Regions from separate parts of the Mus musculus genome. Here region 2 is linked to region 1. Evidence: chromatin contacts called from public HiChIP or PLAC-seq data. All regions are on one chromosome and are shown on one strand. The core of a region is the stretch at or near the end of the contact, and the rest is flanking DNA. Distances in the headings are between cores, read along the strand shown. Region 1 overlaps Celsr1 (cadherin, EGF LAG seven-pass G-type receptor 1). Region 2 overlaps Gramd4 (GRAM domain containing 4).

The links. HiChIP or PLAC-seq counts read pairs in DNA pulled down with a chosen protein or histone mark.
Region 2: a contact with region 1 is called in a FOXA1 HiChIP or PLAC-seq map of pancreatic cancer cells. The contact joins two enhancer-like sites. A contact is called at or near these places in 1 of 39 promoter capture datasets (pre-B cells), 3 of 115 datasets of contacts at active chromatin or transcription factors (embryonic forebrain, epiblast stem cells and pancreatic cancer cells) and 2 of 9 other capture datasets (adipose tissue and pancreatic islet).

What each region holds. Positions count from the first base shown.
Region 1 is chr15:85,934,285-85,938,162 of GRCm38.p6, forward strand. Celsr1 (cadherin, EGF LAG seven-pass G-type receptor 1) reads right to left here. Exons shown (of 35, transcript NM_009886.2): 9 at 3,560-3,726. Among named protein-coding and RNA genes, the nearest start is that of Trmu, 57 kb to the left of the region's middle. Within about 2 kb of position 1,512, at least 73 of the 459 cell types and tissues checked have an H3K27ac peak or open chromatin away from gene starts, as enhancers often do. A contact at or near this core is called in pancreatic cancer cells, where this site is marked.
Region 2 is chr15:86,077,685-86,081,511 of GRCm38.p6, forward strand. All of the region lies in intron 1 of Gramd4 (GRAM domain containing 4), which reads left to right. Among named protein-coding and RNA genes, the nearest start is that of Gm15722, 12 kb to the right of the region's middle. Within about 2 kb of position 2,402, at least 67 of the 459 cell types and tissues checked have an H3K27ac peak or open chromatin away from gene starts, as enhancers often do. A contact at or near this core is called in pancreatic cancer cells, where this site is marked.

The DNA of each region.
Region 1 (3,878 bases), core at 262-2,761:
TAGGGTTTTTAGAGGCTTTTGGTTTTTTGGTTTTCTGGTTTGTTTTGGTTTGTTTGTGTGTGTGTGTGTGTGTGTGTGTGTGTGTGTGTGTGTGTGTGTGTGTGTTTGTTTTTGAGACAGGGTCTACACAGCCCAGACTGGCTTCCAACTTCCTAAGTAAGCCCAGGGTGGCCTTGAGTTTCAAATCCTTCAGTTTCTACTTCCTAAAATCTGGGATTACATTCCACCTGATTTATGCAATGTTTAGTGTGTAGCCCAGGGCCTTGTATGCACAAGGCAGGCAATCTACCCACTGAGCTACACCACCAGCCCCTGACACGGTCTGGGCCTGTGTCACCACAATCAGTGCCACGGTCTCAACACATGTGGCTCTCCTTGCTTAACGACAGCAGAGAACACATTCTTTTCAAGTCCACACAGAATATTGACGAAGGCTGGTTGGATCCAGGCTTTAAAGCAAGTCTCGACACATTTCCAAGGGCTTAAACTCAGGGGGCCCAAGTTGTGTGGCCTCTAACCATTAGAAACAATATCAAAGGTTTCAATACAAAGTGTCTCATGCTGGTTAACTCAAGGTACTCCACAGGCCTCAGGAGAAACCCTGACAGAAAGGACTAATGTCAATACCGATGCATCTTGACTTTGGTCTCCGCCACTAGCTGATTTTGGAAGGTAATTTTCACCATTTTACATATTGCTTCCTTTGCCTCACACAAGTTTCCTGGGCTATTCTCTCTCACTGGCCTTGCTGGCAAACCCCTCAAAAAAAAGAGATCAACAAGGAAGTTGAAAATGGCATGTGTCTGCAACAAAAGGAGAGGCTGTGAATAAACCCCAGGACAGGGACAGGAGCAGCCACCCATCGTGTACTTCTACTCGATTCAAGACAGATGTCAACAACAGTATGGTTATTCTGCTCGATGATATAGCTGGATCTGGGCTGCCTGACAGCAATTAGCTAACTTGTCCAGGCTTTGGCCTGACACGGGATGGGGACATTCAAACTGCTGCATCACAGCACTCTCTTGGCAGTCAGGACACCACAAGCTGAACATGTCACACAAACCCTACCCCCACCCCCAATTCCTGTTAGAGCAGCCTCTGCGAACCATAACAAGGTGGCCCCTTGGGTTGCTCATGAGGTCTACAGGACCCCTTAAAGCCCTCCTTGGTGTATCCAGTCTTTAATTCTGTGGCTACCAGAGTTAGTCAGGGCTAACCTTGCTGAACAGAGCCTTTTTCCCTCCAGGTACACTAATGACAGCTTGTAGGCGCCCGTCATCACCTGAATGAAAACGGCCAATTTAATATGTTCCGACAGAGCAACACCCACAGAGAAATAGCATCCCCAGGCAGGGCGGTGCTTCCAAGTTCAGGCCAAAGTGAGCTTCTGGCCAGCCGGGAACCTTGTGAAATTACAGCTAATGAGGAAAGAATTTGCCATGCACACCAACAACCCCCAACCTCTGGGGCTGTGACCTCAGGTAAGTGGGCAGGCACAGGCTAGAGGCTGGCTTCTGTCTGGGCTGATGGCCCCACCCTCCAGCCAATGCAAACAAATCTATCCAAGGGCCCTGTGACCTCTGGCAGCGAGCTGGAAGAAGGGAGGGCTCTGGGCATCCCTGACTCCTCCCACTCTCTGAGCTCTGCTGAGGGGTTCTCTGGCTGACTCAGGATCCATGGGGCCTAGGTTACACGAGCCTCTAGCTTCAATTTGCCTCACGTGAAATGGGAGCTTGGTACAGACACTCCTTAGGGTCCACCTCTCCTCTGACTATCTCCGACTCCACTCCAGCTGCCTGACTGGGATGAAGAACAAGAATCCAGGGCCCAGGAAGTAGAAGAAACAAGCTATGGCTTTATGAGGACATGGGGACAGCAGGGGCCATGGGAATTCCAGGAGCCACTACCCTTAAAGCTTGGGTCAGACCTCATTCCTCGGGAAGGGAAGAGACAGATATCCAGTAGAGGCTGTGCTGAAGGGGAGGAGGGAGAAGGAGACAGAGGATGACCTATGGGGAAGGAAGTCTACGGGCACCAGGGCTTGTTACATGCACTCACATACATACGGACACACAGAGAGATGCATGCACTCATGCATAAACATACATACACATGAGCACACAAACACAAACATACATACACATATGGGCACGCATGCACTCACAGACATATACACAAACGTGCACACAAACATAAATACACGGTCACGAACACATGCAAACACAGACACGTGCATAAAGACATGCCCAGTTATACACACAGATGCACGCGCACACATGCTCAGACACATTCACATACGTAGGCAGACACGAGCACACAGAGAGACATAGGCACACATGCATGTGCTTACATATACAATCTTTGGAAAAGCCTGAAAGAAAGAAAGACATACTTAGTTACTAGTTCCTCCAGATTTGAGCCCAAATCCTTGCTAGGGCATGATTCCTCTAAGTGACCATTGACAGTGACCTCTGGGCCTCCTGACTACTGCGAGTGTTAACTCCAAGGAAAGCCAAAACTGGAGAATTCTGACCCTGCCCAGGAATTATGGGCCATGGTTTATACAAGAAAATCTGTCTGGTCAGTGCCAATGTCAGAGATACAAGGGCAGAGTTGGGGGCTCAGTGGGACCTCCTGGTCAAGTACGGATTCCCAGACAGAGGGCTCATCCGGAACCTCGGAACCTCGGAGCCTTGGATAAGGGCTCTCTCTACTGTACAGACAGTGGAGGGCTGGAAAGTGAGGGTAGCTCAGTGAGACAGCCCTGGGTGATCCCCACAAAGGAGTAGCATCCCTTGCTACCTCTGGCTCCAACGACCTAGCAGAAACCATCTGTCATGTAAGAGATATGCGAACGTGTGAATGCGGTGCATTAAAACCACTTCCAGAAATGTCCGGGTACTCTGACCTAAAGTTCCAAACAAGCCGAATGGTTAGAGGTAAATATAAAGAAAACACACACGTGGCATGAAGTGACGGGGTCCTCAAGATCCCTCGAGGCAGGGACCCGGGGTATGGCAGCATGTAGGTTTAATATGGGGGTGAGAACTTGCACTTTGCACTGATGGAAGCTCACGCCCCAAATCTGCTGCAGCCCTTTGCCTTCGCCCTGAAAGGCTGTGAATCAAGCCAGGAAAAAAAAAACAAAAAAAAACCAAAAAAACAAAAACAAAAACAAAAACCAGCCAAATTCCAGGCAGGCAGACCAGAGCTTCTGTCTAGGGCAAGTTACACAGACCCAGCAGCTCTGAGGTTCTATGCTCCATTCTGTGACTGTAGTGAAGGCAAGTGGGTGCTGGAAAGGAAGTCCACAGGAGCCCATAGTTATGCACGAACTCTGCACTACCCCTATCCTGAACGGCACAATGGCACTGCACCTTGGGTCACCCATATTTCCCTCTGCGTTCTCTCTGCCCACTATAGGGCAAGCGTAGGAGCGGGGAGATGAGTAGCGGATGCCCTTCCCAGGCAGCCTGGGAAACCCCCGCTGTCTGGTTCTCCTTCTAGAGCACTTGTCTGCTCTGCAGGTGCCTGTGTGTTTCGAAGACACACTCACCTGGAGATGGAGCCTGGAAGACGTGCCAGCTGTGGCTTCCATCAGCACACCATCCTCCTTCCGGGTCCGGAACATGAGCCCCAGGTACCAAGGCACAGAGATGGTGATGTCAAGGTCACTCCACAACACGACGCTCTCACCAGTGAAGCGCTGAGGGTGTGGCATAGCTGCAGAAACAGACCAGGGCCTCAGGCACCTCCCAAAATTAGGCAGAGAGCATCTTCTCGGCTGCCAGCCAGGTGAAGCCCTTCTTCACTTTGCCTTTCATTCTAACCCACATGCTAGCTTCAGACTTGTATATGTGTTCAGTACCACCCTA
Region 2 (3,827 bases), core at 1,152-3,651, 140 kb after region 1:
AGTAGAGAAGGGCATACAAGGGTGCTCACTGCTGGGGAACAGATGTATTCATGGCTAAGTGAGCCCACACAGGAGTACAGGTGTACAAGCTCGCACAGGTAACCCATACAGGTGTGTAGGTCCACAAAAGCACGCAGCTACCTTAGGACTGCTGTGCGCTGAGGATAAGAGGTTCGAGTGAACCGTGGGAGTCAGGGAGGACTTCCTGGAAGAGAGGCCTTGTGTAGGGAGGCAGGAAAGGGGAGCTGTGCATAGGGCCTGGGACGTGTATGTGTTTGGAGACAGGGCTTGTATGGGGCTGGCTGTCAGTGTAACGTCAGTCTACTGTTGTGTGCAGATGGTGTGACATTGACAATGACCAGAAGAAGTCTGGAGGGGCCCCCTGCCCTACTGGGTCTCCACCGTTGCTCTTCGTGTTGGGGAGGGGCAAAGGCTCACAAGTACTGGCATAAGGTCCACAGGGCCACGAGCCTGTGGTGATGAAGCCTGGAGTCCTGACTAAAGCAGGGCACTGTCCTGTCTTGCTGAGGCTCTCTGTGTTCTGTTGCTTTGTAATGGGGTGGTGGCTTCTACACTGGATCTTAGCCAAAAGGCCAAGAAGTGATGAGGTAGTGACCTCTGTCAGGTAGAGACATGAGGATAAAGTTGGGTCTCTGAGGAACTCTGAGATGTCCCAACTATGTCTCGCCTTCCCAGCAGCCCTTATGCACAGTGACCTCTGGTCAGGGCAGGGAGGAACCCTGCCCCTGACACTCTCCACCCCCTCAGTTTCTACACTGGCATCATCTGGTTTTGCCCAAGCCACCTGCTGGCCTCTAGGCTAACACCCACCTACCTTTTCCTTGCCTCGCCCCTGGGTACCAGCTTCTCCCAGACTCTGCCTGTCAGTGGGTGTTGTGGACAGAGACCACTTGCCGAGCCATCCTGGGCTGTGTCCTTCTTGACAGTACATTTACTGTGACATTTATATAAGGAGCCACCCACCAGCCTCAACTCTGACCTTCGGGTCCTTGCTAGGTTAGTGAGGCGGACTAGAGGTCCCGATGTCCTACTAACTTAGAAATGAATCAAGGCTGTTTCTGACTGTGACCAGAAAGGAGATGGGCACTCTCGCTGGCTCTGTGACATGTGGTGTTCTGGGTCTCCTCTGACCTTCTCTTTAAAGTGAGACTCTCTTGACCCGGCTCCTCTTCCAGATTATGCCTAGATATAGCTCCCTGTAGGACCTGCTTCGGTCCTCCAAGACCTAGTGGCAGGTCAGAGGTCACGGGCAGGCTGTCCACTGGTTGCCTGGTGTCTATCCGGGAGGCCTCCGAGTCTGCCTTCCGCCCCTACCGCCTCCCACTACCGCCTCCCACTCCTTCCTGCTTCGTCCCCACCTCCATCTTGGTTCCCTCACAGCCTTCGGGGGCTGAAGACATTCCAGGCTGTGTTTATGTGGGTTGTGTCGATGGCTGCCTCTCGTACCAGAAGTTAAAGCAAAAAGACTTTAAAGATATTTATTAACTTACTGAATAATGTCCATGACAACCCCACTCCACGTCAGCCAGCACCCACAGCACATGCTCACTTAGAAAAATTACGAGAAGGAGGACGGAGAAGAGGGGCACCTGCATCGCTGTAGCTCTCCACAGGGTCCGCTGTGACGGGACAGCCCAAGGATGGCCAGGTGTGCTTCCGTAGGTGCTTTGAGCAGAGGTTTGTGGACACCTCAGCCCCGACTGCTGATTCCATTCTCTTGTACGTGGATTCAGAGGTCAGCTCGCTGGGTCACTGGGTCTTTTCAATCTTAGAGGGACTGTCTTCCTGCTGTTCTCCATGATCCCCTGTGGTTGTGTCTGTGCACATGCACATGCACACACACACACACACACACACACACACACGAATGCACACACACTGCCACCACCACCAGCAGCACAACTGCCTGGAAACAGGCCCCTCAGTTCCTCCACTCACCCTGCCTCATTCCCGGGCTCACATCCTGGCAGGGGCCCCAGAAGAGGACTAGAGCAGCAAGACCAGATTCCATCTTCTACCATGTGATGGCCGTATCTTTCCTCCCTGATTCCTGTTTCTTCATCTCTTAAGAAAGGAAGGCCTCTGTAGTCAGCGTAGAAAGTTCCAGGGTTTTTTTCTTAGTGTGTGTCACGCCTAGAGACAGAGATGAGGAGCCTGGAACCCAGCTGCTGTCCATGGGCTTCACTGAGGTGTGGCCTGGGAAGTGCCAAGCAGGTCGCTTATCCTCAGGGGAGCATGGCTGGCATCGTTGAAGGCTGGAGGGGCTAATTACCTGTGGCCAGTTCCTGCTACCTCTGCTGCCCCATGCAATTGGGCAGAGCCTCCCAGATGAACCCAGAGCTGCCTGCTGGTTTCCATCTCCACGACCTGTGCTCATTTCCTGAGTCTTGACCACCGCCTTGTCACCTCTCTGAGTCACAGGTCACTTGGCACCCCATACTGTGCTTGAAATGAGATGATTCTTAATAAGATTTCCCTGCCATTTCCTCTCTGTTTTTTTCTGTTGAGAGGACACTGGCCACACTGCCTTCCCTGCATATCCACCAGCTGACTTTTTTTTTTAACCTCAGTGGAGTTGTCGTCCTGGGCTGTCACTGTCTGTCCCTCAGGCTAGGGACACTCTTCTCCCTCCTGAGTCTAGCATTCACAGCTCCAGCAATATCACCCTCTACTTGTCTGGACCTCAGCCCCAAAATCAAGTGTACCTAAAACTCATGTCTACAATCCTGGCACTCTGGAGGCTGCTGCAGGAGAATGGCTGCTAGTTTGGAGCTAACCTGGGTACATAGTGAATTACAAGCCAGCCTTGGCTCCAGCATGAGATCTTGTCTCAAACAAGGATGATTAAAAAAAAAAAAAAAAAAAAAGCAGCATGCCTGGCACATAGTAGGTGCACCCAGAACACCTAGTAGGATCTTTAATGTCCCCAAGCAGTGGCACACTCACACACTTTATCTTTACTGACTGGCTGGAGCCTCCCTTGAAGTCCTCTCAGACTGTAGCACTCCCAGGAACACTTGTCTTCCTACCACTTTGCCTGTGGGCTACCCTGAAGACTGTGCCTTAAGACAGCTCTGATTGCAGCATGCGGCTTTCAGATTACCTGTGTTGTAGGCTTCAGTTGTACCCAGAGGGCTTTGCAACTTGCTTTAAAATTTTTCTCCTGTCCATGGGACTTGAGAGTTTTTTGGTTTGGTTTAGTTTAGTTTTTGTTATTATTGTTTTGAGACAGGGTTTCTTTGTGTAAACCCCGACTGTCCCGCAACTCACTCTGTAGCAGAGGCTGGCCTCGAACTCAGAGATTCACATCCCTCTGCCTCCTGAGCGCTAGGATTAAAGGCGTGAGCCACCGCCCACCTGGCTGAGACTGAGTTTTAAAGCAGTGGCTACAAGTGAGGGGTGCCCAGGGGTTGAGGGCTGCCAGGCTGGCAGGAACCATCTCCCTGGTGAGTACTGGTTTAGATATAAAATATTTGATAGCAGTGCTGTGCTGGCAATGCCGGTCGGAACATATTCAGGGCTTGCCCGATCAGCGTGAGAGTCTCAGGCATGGCCTCTGATATCAGCTGAGCCAAGCTAAGAAAACTGGAAGTGACTGGAAGGAAGGAACCTGGTTTGGTAGCTCATGGGCTCTTCAGCTGGGAAGCTGTTTAAAGCCAGAGTCAGGGTTAATTAGGGACTCCCACCTGGCTTGTCCCTCACCCTCACCCAGTGCTAGCTTTTGTGTTTGGTTGTATATGAAGAGACACGGACAAACGTCTATCCATCCCCGATAGTGCCCGGATAGTAAACCAGAGAAATGATTG